2 separate regions of the Mus musculus genome follow, and region 2 is linked to region 1. The links are chromatin contacts, called in public promoter capture Hi-C maps. All regions are on one chromosome and are shown on one strand. The core of a region is the stretch at or near the end of the contact, and the rest is flanking DNA. Distances in the headings are between cores, read along the strand shown.

What was found. Capture Hi-C pulls out chosen DNA fragments and counts their contacts.
Region 2: a promoter capture Hi-C map of adipose tissue shows a contact between it and region 1. The contact joins two enhancer-like sites. A contact is called at or near these places in 4 of 39 promoter capture datasets (cranial neural crest, embryonic stem cells, frontonasal cranial neural crest and 1 more), 3 of 484 Hi-C or Micro-C datasets (embryonic stem cells and granulocyte-monocyte progenitors) and 3 of 9 other capture datasets (adipose tissue, embryonic stem cells and macrophages).

The regions. Positions count from the first base shown.
Region 1 is chr9:43,124,318-43,131,503 of GRCm38.p6, reverse strand. It overlaps Pou2f3 (POU domain, class 2, transcription factor 3), which reads left to right. Exons shown (of 13, transcript NM_011139.2): 11 at 2,560-2,626; 12 at 4,047-4,188; 13 at 6,374-7,186. The coding sequence ends at 6,413. Among named protein-coding and RNA genes, the nearest start is that of Tlcd5, 11 kb to the right of the region's middle. Within about 2 kb of position 4,158, at least 35 of the 459 cell types and tissues checked have an H3K27ac peak or open chromatin away from gene starts, as enhancers often do. A contact at or near this core is called in adipose tissue, where this site is marked.
Region 2 is chr9:43,315,758-43,322,943 of GRCm38.p6, reverse strand. It overlaps Trim29 (tripartite motif-containing 29), which reads right to left. Exons shown (of 9, transcript NM_023655.2): 2 at 3,523-3,618; 3 at 2,353-2,586; 4 at 573-771. Among named protein-coding and RNA genes, the nearest start is that of Trim29, 8.6 kb to the right of the region's middle. Within about 2 kb of position 4,118, at least 27 of the 459 cell types and tissues checked have an H3K27ac peak or open chromatin away from gene starts, as enhancers often do. A contact at or near this core is called in adipose tissue, where this site is marked.

The DNA of each region.
Region 1 (7,186 bases), core at 2,909-5,408:
TGTCCAGGGCGTCCTGTGCTGTCTTCTGGCCTCTGCAGGCACCAGGCATTCACATGGTGCACAGACATACATGCAAGCAAAATACCCATACACAGAAATCTAAATAAATCGTTTTGGAGAACAAAGAATTTCAACATAATATCATGTCTGGAAGACAAAGTTCCATACTAGATATCACAAGAGAGTAAGCTCTTCTGATCCTGTCTTTTTTCTCATATCTTTTTTTTTTTTTGACAAGCTTAAAAAAAACCATTTATTTATTTATTTATTTATTTATTTATTTATTTATTTATTTATGTATATAAGTGCTGTATCTGCATGTATACACCTGCATGCCCGAAGAGGGCATCAGATTCCAGTATAGACTGATTCTGAGCTACCAGGTGATTTCTGGGAATTGAACTCATGATCTCTAGAAGAGCAGACACTGCTCTTAACTGCTGAGCTATCTCTCCAGCTCCCATCCTTATGATGGAATAAAACTGGTGTCCTTTGTTTCTGATACAAAGCAATCCCAGAGATGGCTCAGTGGTTAGAGCTCATACTGCTCTTCCAAAGGGCCTGGGTTCAGTTTCTAACACCCACTTCTGCTCCCAGCTATCTGCTGCAGAGGATCCAGTGCCCTCTTCTGGCCTCCATGGGTGTTGCAGTCACATGCACACACCTCCCCTCCCCCACATGCACATGATTAAAAATAAAAACTTTTTTAAAAAATGAACAAAGTTTTAAAGTGATTTGGGAGACGTACATAGCTCAGTGGCATAACACCGGCTTAACATGCACAAGAAAGCAGGCTCTGTCACAGCAGCACACAGGCAACACACGATTGCACAGATCAGGTTGGCACCATTTGCTACCACATGTAAAGAAAAGGAAAATCTTGTTTAAAGTAAGTGACCCTCCATATGCATGCTTACATATGCATAGCCTGTCTTTACCTGGAAATGGAAGGAGCTAATGACAGTGACTGCCTACCTTATTATCTATTTGAAAACAACCAATTTCTTGGGTGTGGCATCTGGGAGGGGAGGAGAGGAGAGGAGGTGACTGATAGCATCTCTCACCACTCTGCTGCTCCTCCCAAACTGTCCCACTCATGCCTCTACTCCTCATAGCCTTGCCCACTGAGCAAGCACATTGTAAAAGGTTAGTGGAAGCGTGGAGGAGGGTCACCGAGAACATGCTACATCCTGTTGGAGGGGCTATTCCAGAGGAGGGGAGGACCTTAGCAGATGGCAGCTCCCTAAGTAGAGTCTCTACATCCGCGTCCTATGAAGATGCTGCTCAGAGCTTCCTGGGCTACATGAGAAAGGTCAAAAGAGTTAAAATTCTGCAGACCTCAGCTCAAAAGTGGAGCTAAAAGAACATCTAGAGATAAGCAGGAGTCCATAGCGTGAGTGAGGGAGCCAGCATTGAACAAGCTGGTGCTCTTTGCCAGCTGCAGGGTTGAAAGCTTTATAGACGTTATCTCATTAAATCTTAATTAAAAGAAATATCAGGGAGGTGCTGCTGCTGTTTCACAGATGAGAGAACCAAGCCTCCCTGGGGTTGATAACTTACTCATAGTCACGCAGATGGTGAATGGCAGAGCCAGGTCTCACACCTCTGTCTGTCTGTTCCTTGTTATTCTTGTGCTAGGCTGTTTTGGATAATCATAGTGAGGGGTAGGTTCCTGAACAGGAGATTAAACTTTGTGCATCTCCCGTGTGTGTGTACATGTGTGTATGTGTGTGTGTGTGTGTGTGTGTGTGTGTGTGTGTGTGTACATGTGTGTGTGTGAGTTGTTGAATATCTTCCTCAATTGCTTTTCATCTGTTTTTTTGTTGTTGTTGTTGTTGTTGTTTTTTGAGATAGGTTCCTTCCCTGAGCCTGGTGCTCCCTGGTTTGGCCACACTGGATCCTCTTGTCTTTGTCTTCCCAGCATGGGATTACAGGCTATGACTGTTGTACCTAGCTTTTACATGGGTGTTGGACATTTGATCTCTGGCCCTCAGGCTTGAGAGTCAAGCACTTTAAATCTCTGCCTGCCTGTCTGCCTCCCCCACTCCCCCTCTCCTCCCCTCCCCTCCCTTCCCCCTTCCCTCCCTCCCCTCCCCCTCTTTGCCTCCCTCCGCCCCCTCCCTCGGACAGGGTCATGTTATGTAGCAGTAGCTGACTCAGAACTCACAGCCATCTCCTGCCTCAGTCTCCCAAGTGTTGAAAGTGGAAATGGAGCAGGCAGCCAGCAGCATCTGTGAGAACAAGGACCTCATAGGCTTGCTCCTCTTACGGCCAGGGCACCCCGGCAAGCCTTCAGCCTGGCAGTACCAGAGAAACTTTGCCAGGGCCCTTAGCAGAAGAGGGAGTAGTCTGTGTCTGTACCAGGGAGCTTCCGCAGCAGGCCGGAAGTGGGTCTGGTACATCGTGGTCCACAGGTCTTCCTATGAAGTACAAGGTGAAAATTTTGGAGTAGGAGGTCATCAAGGAAGGCAGACTGCTCTCTGCAGCCTTTAGCCCAGTGTCCCGAGAGAAGAAGCAGGGTGTCGCACGGACACTCACAAGCCTCTCTTGTTTTTTCAGGTCTCTCCCTCAGGGTCTCTGGGCCCCCTCTCAGTCCCTCCTGTCCACAGCACCATGCCTGGAACAGGTGAGCTTTCAAATGAGGTTTCCAGACACTACAATTAATCGAAATAACATATTAAAACTGAAAGGACCGGGGAGTGGTGGACAATCCTTTAATCCCAGCCCTTGGGAGTCAAGGGGGCGGGGGGGGGGGGTGTTCAAGGCCAACCTGGTACACAAAGTAAGTTCCAGAACAGCCAGAGCTACCTAGAGAAACCTTGTCTCAAAGGAAACAAAGCCACTCAACCTAAATCAGGATTCCCTCGGTGTATCTCAAAAGACATTAGAAATCAGAATAGAAAAGAACAGGGCTCTGAATTCAATTCCCAGCAACCACATGGTAGCTCACAACCATCTGTAATGGGGTCCGATGCACTCTTCTGGTGTGTGTCTGAATCTTGAAAAAATATTTATTTTTATGTATATGAGTATACTGTAGCTTTACAGATAGATGGTTGTGAGGTTACATGTGATTGCTGGGAGTTGAATTTAGGACCTCTGCTCACTCCAGTCAGCCTCACTTGCTCTGGCCCAAAGATTTAGTTATTATTATAAAAAAGTACACTGTAGCTGTCTTCAGACCCACCAGAAGAGGGTATCAGATCTCATTATGGGTGGTTTGAGCCACCATGTGGTTGAACTCAGGCCCTTCAGAAGAGCAGTCAGTGCTCTTCACCGCTGAGCCATCTCTCCAGCCCCAGGGGTCTACTTTTCCATAAGCACCTGTAGTGTTTCAAAGAGCTTAGTGAGGTGGCCATATGCCCAGCTATTTTGTAGAATCACCAGTAGTTGCCTCAAATGGTGGGGTGCATCTCAATATGCCCCCCTCCTTTTTTTTTAAATCTTAGTTTGACAAGTAAAATATATGGCACTCTATCCATGAAACACATGTTGGGGTTCTCAGGTCAAGGAATATCTACTTAGTCCAAAGCCAGCATTTTACAGAGGATAAAAATGAGCTTTGGGGTGGGCCAGGGCAGGCCCAGAGGGGGCTTGGGTCCCCTTGAAGGGGGCCTCGTGTGTCTTCTTTGTGGAGTCAGTGAATGCGAGGTTCTGGCAGGTCCCTCTGCTCTCAGGTTAGCTTTCTCCCATGCCTCTTCCTTTCCTAAGCTTCATAGTCTTTTCCCCTCCCGCCCAGGGTGTGTCTCACAGTAGGATGATTTTTGGCATCTGTCCTCTGCATTTGGCAAGTCTTGGACTGCCAGAACCAGCCACACTACTCTGAGGGCCTGGGCTGCAGAGAGCACTTGAAATGAGCGCCCCACCAAGGATGGGCTGATGGGTGGGCCTTGCTATTGACTTGGTGGAAGGTGGGCAGATGGGCGGGGGTGGCATGCCCTATGGGGATTCCATCAGGAAATCGTGTGTTGGAAGGGCTGTGTCATGAAGGTCCCCAGACCCAGCAGCATTATTTTGGCCTTGTTTTTGTCTCTCTTTGTCCTTAGTAACGTCATCCTGTTCCCCTGGGAACAACAGCAGGCCTTCGTCTCCTGGTTCAGGACTCCATGCCAGCAGCCCCACAGCATCTCAAAATAACTCCAAAGCAGCAATGAACTCCTCCTCCTCCTCCAGCTTTAACTCCTCGGGGTAAGTAGAGGGCAGCGAGGAAGCATCTGGCAGGCTCAGGGGCATGTGAGGAGCTGGGCCAGTGCCACAGGCGAGAACTGGAAACAGAAAGTGGGGTAGCAGTGGAGATCGATGGAGGAGGGAGACTGGACTGCATCCCCCAGGGATCAAGGATTTAAAAAGAAGCTGTAGCCAGTGAGCAGTCCTGGCAAGGGCTGATATCAACAAAGCCAAAATTTCCATCCTCACTTCGATGGTGGAAATTTCCAAATGCTCACATGAGAAATGATCAGGTCCTTCGCTGGCCTCAGGAGCACTCCCTACCAAGAACTTAGGTCACAGGACATTCTGACCTGAGTCTGGAGCTCAGAAGTTGACCAACTCTGGCCTTCAGGTGTGGCTGGAACAGGGAGACAAAGAAGTGCTGTCAAGTCCTGTCTCCCAGTTATACCTGGGAGTCTTCAGGTATAACGGGCCTTAGCTCCCTAGGTGACTACTAGAAAAAGTGTCCTTAGAAGGGATGCCATGAGAACCTTCTCAGGTGCAGAAGAAGGCAGAGGTGTGGGGGCTGGGGCACATAGTCTAGTTGGCAAAGTGGGTGCCTTGCAAGCATGAAGGCTGAGTCTAAACACCAGCACTACAGCCAGGTGTGGCTGTGTGCTTGTGATCCCAGTGTCAGAGCTGGGGTAAGAGCCAGGCAAGAAGCCTCTGAGTTTCTGGCCACTGAAAGAGCCTGTCTTCAATAAAGTGGGTAGCATGCCTAAAGATCACACCCAAGGTTGCCCTCTGGCCTCCATATGTGTGCACACAGATTATCTTAAGGTTTTTTTTGCTTTGAAGAGACCAAGGCAACTCTTATAAAGGAAAACATTTAACTGGGGCTGACTTACATACAGTTCCAGAGGTTTAGTTCATTATCATCATGGTGGGAAACACAGCAGTGTCCAGGCAGGCATGGGGCTGGGGGAAGGAGCTGAGAGTTCTATATCTTCAACCCAAGGCAGCAAAGAGAGACTGTGCACCACACTGGGCATAGTTTGAACGTGTATGAGGGCTCAAAGCCCAGTCCTACAGTAATATGCTTTCTCCAAAGGCCACACCTACTCTAACAAGGCTAAATTTCCTAATAGTGCCACTCTCTATGAACCAAGTATTCAAACACATGAGTCTAAGGGGGCCCAAACCTAGTCTAACAGCCACACAGATGCACACACATACATTGTTTTAAAAAAGAAATTTGGTCATTGTGGTACATACTTGTAATCCCAGTATATAGGAGTCTGAGGCAGGAAGACCATGAATTTGGAGGCAGCCTGTTTTAAACATAATGAGACCCTGTCTGTCTTAGGATTTTATTGCTGTGAACAGATACCATGACCAAGGCAACTCTTATAAGCACAATATTTAATTGGGGCTGGTTTTCAGGTTCAAAGGTCCATTATCATCAAGGCAGGAACATGGCAGCATCCAGGCAGGCATTGGTGCAGGAGAGTGTAGCCGAGAGTGCTACATCTTCATCTGAAGGCTGCTAGCAGAATACTCACTTTCAGGCAGCTAAAATGAGGGTTTTAAAGCTCACACCCACAGTGATAGACCTACTCCAACAAGGCCACACTCCCAACAGGGCCACACCTTCTAATAGTGCCACTCCCTGGGCTGGGCATATACAAACCATCACACTGTCTTTTTTGTTTTGTTGCTGTTATTTTTCTGAGATAGGGTTTCTCTGTGTAGCCCTGGCTGTCCTGAAACTCACTGTGTAGAACAGTCTGGTCTTAAACTCAGAGATCTGCCTGCCTCTGCCTCCCAAGTATTGAGATTCAAGGCATGTGCCACCATTGGATCTGTGAGACTTTTTTAAACACACAAACAAACCAAGTTGAGTGATAGATTATGCACTTGAGATGAATCCACTCGTCCAAATCCAGTCAGTTTGGCAAGACATCTAGCTTCTATTATCTAGATGTTTCATAACTAGAAAGTCAGAATTTCTGGGGGTGAAGAGACCCAAATAATTTCAGTAGTTTCATATTGAAAATACGATTCCTACACCATCAAGTTCACAAGGTTGTGCATCCATTACTCTCTTCCAGGATGTCTCCCTCACCCATTAAGGATCTCCCTGCCTGCCTGTTTAGCTGTCATCTCTCTGTTCCTCTCTGTCAGGTTTGTAACTCAGTCTGGCCTGGTTTTCTCTTCCTTCTAGATCATGGTACCGTTGGAATCATCCTACCTACCTCCACTGAGACCAAAAACTTCCTCCCTTTCCACCTGGCCCCTAGTTCCCAAAAGGAGGAAGAGAGTCGTGCCTTCCACATAGGGACAGACACTTTGAGAAGAATGGGAGCAATGGCCACTGCTGAAGAGCAAACCCATAGTCTTGCCTTCTCCTGGATCCAGAGCTTTCGGAGAACCTAACTGTGACCAAAGGCCGCACTCTTGCCTTGGGCTCTTCATCACCCCGCTGGGAGTTTACTGTGTTCGCCTGCCTTGGGGCCCCCTCCATGCTCTCCTGGTGGCTTGACCTCTTGGAGAAAGGGCATTCTGCCATTGTTAGTTTTCAGCTCACCCATGGGCTTCTAGGACAGCCTTTTGCTCGGTGTGCCAAACTGCAAGAAGGGTAGATTATGGCTTTGACTCTGACCTCAGCCACAATCCCGAACAGATCCCAAATTCTATGGAAAGACTGAAATCTCACGTCTCCACCAAAGCCTTATCTTGTTAAATTAGCACAGTTTTCCCATGGAATCTCCATTTTTGCCCAATTTTCTTTCAGCCCTTACTCCCTTTTCTACAACCAAATCTGTCTATTCCTGGGTCCTACAAAGTCCCTTCCTCTCTACAAATGGCTGAGCTACCCTCTGGCCATGTTGTTCCATCCACAGGTACTCCTCTGTTACCCACATGTACCCAAATTCCAGGACATTGTCTTTTCTCTGCTCCCTGTGGGTCTCCTTGTCCGGTCCCCTCTCCTTTCTCCTGGCCACAGAAAAGTGATGGCTGCGTTCTTGTACATAGT
Region 2 (7,186 bases), core at 2,869-5,368, 190 kb before region 1:
AGTCTTTCTGTGAGGTAATTCAGGTGATCTCTACAGAGGAAAAGCGTGACGCAGAGAAGGGCTGATGAGTCAGAGAGACACACCAAGTCACCTCCAACCCACTACCAGGCCAATTTTAGCCTGTGGACTTAACACTACTCATCACGGTCAAGGTGACAGGCCTCCCTCCCTCCAAGCCCAGATGTCATTCTGGGTTACTTATGAAGCTCGTAACCCACCCATTCAAAGCCAGCCCATTCAAGCAGCAGCAGTTTTCAGTGGCTAGATTAGAGCTGACAGTCAGATGGAGACTTGAATGAAACCAGCCCTTGACTTTAGTGAATGGCCCACAGAGGAGGCACCTGTATAGCAGTTCCCAGAGGCTCTTCACTCTAGAGTCCTTTGTAATAGCTGCCAGTTCAATGGTGGGCGAGGGGTGTTAGAATCTCTGAGCCTGAAGCTGAACGTGTCCGATGAATGAATAAACAGGGACCATGAGGTGTCAGCTAGCCAGGTTCTTGTCTTATATCTGGTAGCAGGAATTGGCTGAGAAACACACTCAGCCTCGGACCTGTAGACAAGGGAGGACCTACCATTTTCCATATGGTTCCTCTCAATGAAGTTGCGGCTCAAATCGGCCTTGCACATCTTCTCAACATGACGCATGCACACATTGAGCAGGTCATCCTTGCAGTTGCCAAGAGACTGTCCCAGCCCCTCTCCCTCCAGCAGGACATGGTAGGTGGGCAGAGGTGGAGGGAGAGAGTAATTGCTCATCAATGCACCAAATTCCTACCGAGAAAGAAAAGCAGTCATTGACTTTGCCGGGTCTTTGTGAGCTCTGGGGAGCAAGGGAACTCTCAGTTTAGCTGGGGACTGTGCGGAGAGCCAGAAGGGCTGAGTTCTGGGATCAGCTCAATAGCTAGCCTTGCTTTTCCTCACTGGACAGATGAGTCAGCTAAAATCAGCCTTGACCAAATTAGCATTCAGATGAGAGATTCCAGGGCTCCCAGCACCAATGTGTACATAACGTACGTACTCGGAGAGTTGTGAAAGTGACACAGACTGCATAGACTTTAGGGGGAAAGGTAAAGAGGTGTGTGAAAATACCAGAACAGTGTGTGTATTTCCATCTTGACAGGCTTACTCAATCCTGCCTCAGTCTTTCTTGGTTCTCACATATCCCTTCTCCCTCTCCTGAGCATCCCTCCTCCTTGAGTCCTAAGCAGCCTGCAAGACCCTTTCCAAACTGCACCTCCTCTTCTAGGTTGTCCTTAGATTGCTCCAGCCCGCCAGCCCTTCTCTGAATTTCCATAGGCACTTATCTCCTGAGCCACATGCTTTATCACTTAATTACACACTTTTCCATATTGTTCTCTAATTGTACATGTCTTATCTTCCCAGTTGGATTGCAGCTGCCTGGGGGCAGAAACCATGTCTCATACTTCTCTATTCACCACGGCACCTGATAGAGTCCTGCCTGCCCAGGAGTATCAAAACATTCTAGCAGACAGAAAGATGGATGCATGAATACACAAACAGACAAGATCAAAGATAACAAGTACGAAATGCTCTCATGCCACTCCCCCCTTTCCCAAAGCAGGCATTACTAATTAATCACAGAACTCTTTCTTATCAAGCCTAGAGCACTGCTGGTCCATAGCAATTGAACTTGGTACAAGGTGACATTTGCGTGCCATCCTTAAGAGTAGTAGAGAGGGTAGACTGGATAGAAAATTAAATAGACAGGAGGATTGGTAGTGAATGGATGGATAAATAGTGGGTGGGTGGGTGGTAAGTAGATAGATGAGTGGGTTGGTTGGTTGGTTGGTAGTGAGTGGAGGGGGATGGGTAAAGAGTGGATGGGTGATAGGTGGGCATATTTGTAGGCATGGATGGATGGATGGATGGATGGATGGATAGATAGGTGGATGGGTGGGTGGTGGATGGATGGATGGATGGATGGATGGATAGGTGGATGGGTGGGTGGGTGGATGGATGGATGGGTGGGTGGGTAGATGGGTGAGTGGATGGATGGGTGGATAGGTGGGTGGGTGGGTGGATGGGTGTGTGGATGGATAGTGAGTGTATGGTAATGGGTGGGTGGATAGATAGTTAGATGAATAGTGAGCAGATAGGTAATGGGCGAGTGGATTGATGGTGAGTGGATGTGTAGAAATGGAAAGAAGAATGAATGGATTGACAGTGGGTAGATGGATAGGTAGTGAGTGGCTAAGGAATGAGTGGATGTACGGATAAATGGATGGTCAATGGGCAGTGAGTAATCGTACATGGATGAATAGCGAATGAGGGCCTGAGAGACTGGATGAGATGAGCATCAGGACCGAGGATTTGAACGGTGAAGTCGTCTACCTGCAGGAACAGCACCGAGTCACTGATGTTGTGCAGCTGCTCTCGGGTCTGCTTGTCCTCGTGCAGCACCTTGGCCCTCTCATCCAGAGCATCCACGATCACCTTCACTTGGTCCACAGCATCCTGCTCCCGCTGCTCCAGTGCAGCCCGTACTTCCTCCTTCTGCTTCTCCAGCTCCCTCACCAGGTCCCTGAAGTTCTGCTCCAGGATCGCCTTCTCGTTGGTGGTAAAGCTCTAGGTCCAGAGTCAGGGGAGGGTTGAGGAAGAGTTGCATTAAGAAAAAACCCCTAGGTTTCTAACAGAACAGAGAACCCCAGGGCCCTGACTTGACAAGCCAGTTGTCTACGAATCTCATTTGAAGGCATCATTGGGCGATGCCTCTTATGGATAACCATGCCAGTGTGTATGTTATTGTTCTAGGTGAATTGCTCTGTTGTTGTTGTTGTTGTTGCTTGAGACAGGATTACACGTAAACCAGGCTACCTTCAGACTTCTTATGTAGTCAAGGTTGGCTTTGAGCTTCTGATCCTCCTACCTCTACCCACTGAGTGCTGGGATGACAGGTGTGTGTCACCTGCACATCTGTCTGCAGGTGTTTCTTATGGCCCACTCTTCCTTATTTACCTTGGCTCTTTCCCGTGGGTGGGTCAACATGAGCCTCTATTCCATGCTCAAGTGACTCTCTAAAAGCCCCCACAGTCTCCCACAAGTCAGGGTATGCTTGCCGAAACCCCGACTAGCGCAAACATTATTTGGAAAGTAAATCGGTTGGCTGTTCCTGAGGCCAGGCTCTGCAGTCAGTAACTTTAGATGGGTTTGCAATTATCCAAGCCACAGCAGGCATACCGCTTACCATGCTGGCCCAAGAAGAAAAGAATGTGTATTTAGTAGCTGGGTAGTCTGGTGGGCAGAGCAGCCATTAGATGACATTGGAGGATACGTGGAGGAGGAATGGCTCTAGGGTCTTGTTTGCTGGCTCAGGTGATAGGGAAAAGCCCACCTCAATGTCCTAGGCTGAGAAGGAAAGTGGGAGGGAATGTCAAAGGGGGTGGGAGGCGCCTAAATATGGGTATCGCCATGGGGCCAAAGCCTGGAGCAGCAGCAGAGGTCTGCTTCTCTACAACAACACAGGCAAGTAAGGGCACAGCTGAAGAGCCTCGGGCTGCTCACCTTGATCCGGTCTTTCTCCTTTTGCCACTTCTCAACATCATCTTCAATCTCAATGATCTTCAGTTGCAGCTGTTCCTTTTGCAGTGACAGCTCGGTCTGTAGGGAAAGCGTAGAGGTTGAAGTTGTCAGGAACAGAGAGGGGCGGGGGAGACAGAACCAGAGACCCAGGCTGGTGATTCACCATAGAGCAAACTCAGGCACATTCCCCATGCATCTGTATAGCCCTTCACTCAGCTCATGATATCAGTACCTCAGATCTGCTGGGCTCTGTGCTACTGGCTAAGAATCCAGCAATGTATACAATGCCATGCTTCTGTGTTAATGGACCACTAGGGCTGAGCAGTTTGGCTGTGTCCTTATAGGACCTAAGCCTCCTAGAGCCTTCCTACCTAACCCGAAAGGTGGAAGATTCTGGTTCCCTTCAGTGGGCCTAGGCCATTGGTGAAAAAGATGATCTGGACTCAGCCCAGTCCAGTGGAGCCCTGCCCAGGGAGTGTCTTGTAGCAGAAACCCCGTGCAGCGTTTCTGTGGCATGACGCAGGCCTGGTGTTGCAAGCAAGAGCTGGGGTTGCCGCCGGCACAGACTCCGTCTAGGCAGGCACAGCTGTAAACCTGTTTATAAGAAAGGGAGCGTATCTGCAGTGTAGGCAAGATGGGAACACTCCCCCAGGCTCCCTGAAGGAAAAAAAACTACAGGGTGAGGCCAGGCAGTGGAGGAGAGGACCTGAGACCGTGTTCAGAGGCTCACAGAGTGTCGGACCCTGTGGTAGGCTTGGAAGAAGCTCTATCAGGAGGGCACTGAGACATCAGGATTACACTCACCCTTGACTTCCATGTGGGGAAAAGCCCTCCTCTGAAAAGTAGCTCTCACTGGGGCAGATTGGAGGTGTGAAGCTAAAGCCAAGGCTATCCAATGAGTCAAAGGCACCTCTGTTTTCCTCCTGGGCCTCACTTGGGCTCCCAAAGCCCTGTCCAGCTTGGAAGATAAAGGGGTGATCCTTCAAGGAGGTCTTGCATGACTCAGAGCTTCCCAGAACCACCGGGGTTCAAAAACAGACTCTTACTCGTCTCTCTAGCCATCTCCCCGGGGAACCTACAAGAACACCTTGGCTAAGGTGAAGAAATCACAAGCCATGAGGCAGGTGAGCTCTCCAGGCAGGGTATCATGAGCAGCTGGGCCTGCAGCATCAACAGCTGCTTTTGAACAGAACATGGAACCAAGGAGCGCCTGTAGCCGAGGCTGAGGGACTGCCCTGGGATGGTCGCAACAATCCCCAGAGCATGGCTTCTAATGGTAAATAGGTTCCCATTGGCTTTTTAAAATTGGTGCCCAGAGGTGTGGAAAACAGGGACTCAGGAGACACAGAGACCCCCCCCCACTCCCAGGCAGGAAGTCCTGCTTCCATGACCTGTCCACCACCACCACCATATTCCCAGGCTCTCCAGGCAAAAAGAGTCTAGGATGTTCTCAGCAAGCACCTGTCCCACTGCCAACATCTGAAAACCCCACAGCATGGAAAATACCATCGCCAGAGAGGAAGACAGGCTTGCAGGAGGAGATGAGGGTGGGGACTTGGCTGGGTCTCTGGAACAAAGCTTGAGAGAAGACACAGTAGCAGCAGGGGTGGGGGGAACAAAGAGAGTAAGCCCTCACCCTCCAGCTCTGCTCCTTGAGGTGAAGAATCAAAATGCCCAGGAAACAACACTTGCAGAGCTAGTGATCTAAAGACCCTAATGTGGTCCAGGCCTGAGCAGAAGCTCTGTACCCTGAGGAATAGGCATAGAAAGTGTGTAATAAGGATAAGGATAAGGGGTGTGTCCCAGCAACTCTCCCATCCCTAAAGAATTCCTGGGGGAAACCAGGGTCCAAGTAGAGCAGGAGGCCTCCCATCTTTTGTAGCTAAGTCTTTCGAATAGGTTCACTCAAAGCTCGTGAATAAGAATCCAAGATTGAGACCCTTAATCGCCACCCGCAGGCAGGCTGTGGGGTCTTATAAATTCCTCTGCTTCCCTGTGCTCTAGCTCCATCTGTGCTGTGGAGGAAACCTGAGCACCCGTACCCACTACCAAGGGTGTAGGAGAGATGGGGATCACCAAGTGATGCTCTCAGAAAGCACCTGGCACAGAGTAAGCACTGACTGAGTAATGTCCCCATGGCCACTTCTCTACGGCACCTCCCAGGTGGGGCAAGGCGGTAGATATAGCAAGTGGGGTAGTGGCAGACGTGCTCAGGTGACTGAGACATGTTAGATGGTGAGGCTGGTACGTGGGGACTGATGGAGTCCAGATGTGGTATAGACACAGTCAGGATGTGGGCAGACTTCAGAGTGGACAATGGCTGGGACACCAGCCTTAAAGGGTAAGATACCCCCTTGCAAGGAGGACCCTGGGGGAAGCAGGAAAGAGGTTGGAAAAGGTGGAGAAAAGGCAAAGCCCTGCTAGTGGAAGAAGATGAATGGCGGAGTTAGGAGCTGGAGGTGAACCGTGGTACCAAAGACACCTATCAAGAGCTGTGTGGCCAGTCCACAGCTGGATGAAGGCTCTCCCTTGGATTGGCTAGCCAAGAGGAAGGAAGGTGGTCCCGAGTCCAAGGGATAGAGCTCAATGCAGCTTAGGCCATGGAGCATATAAGCTAAGGACAAAGAGAGATCAGCTCCTGGGAGTCCACAGTTATGAAAGACAGGGAGGGAAGGGGAGGGCAGGGGCCATCTGAGGTCTGGAGAGGAGAGTTGGGGTGTTGCCCAGCCACCTATGTTGGCAGGAGGAGATGGCCAGCCTGGGCACGTGCAAGGACAGGATCAGAAGCGGAGACAGGCTGTCTGCATCAGTGGGTGGCAGAATGGGTCAGGGCAGAGGAGAGACTGGCCCTCCTCTTCTCTGAGGTTCTAAAGATGTTAGACATGGGCTGGGAGAGGCCCGGTACCTACACCATGGTCAGCAAGACCAGACCTGCAGGATACAGTGTATTCCTGGAGCTGGAAGTAGTGTCACAGTATTGGCTCCTTTTCCCATCTAGGGGGAGTCTTGTCCCATTGAGGACATGTGTTAGAGCCAGATCCCTAGGGATGTGCCTCGGATCTTCTTAGTGTTTGTCAGGTTTTATTCTGCATAGAAAGTAACAACAGGATATCCAAAGATACCATAACTATAGCATTGGGCTACTGAGCATCTCCTACAAGCCAAAGACCCTGTGGAGGTCAGTGGTGTTAGCCACACACTGCAGAAGCAGCAACCAAGACCTAAAGGGGCTATGTAACCGGTCCGAGTGTGCACATTGAGAAAGAGATGTAAAGGCAAGTTATAATCACGGGGCTCATTTCTTGTTCTGTGGTCTTCAGAAGCCCCTTGTGAGGTAGGAGTCTAGACATTCCTAGGACATAGACCTTGTCCTTTACCGAATTCCTTCCTCTTTGGAGCTGGTGAAGTTCAGCAATTCTCCCTTCCTACTGCACACACACACAAACACACACACACACACACACACACACACACACACACACACACTAGCTATCACTCTTCTACTCCCCTTACCCCTCCCCCAGATGCTCCAGATGACTGACAGGCCTCAGTGCTCCACCCCTCCCCTTTCCTCCCTCCTGGCTTCCTCCCACTCCTCTCTTCTTTCTCTACACCCTGCCCAGGCCTGTCCCTAAATGCTTCCTTT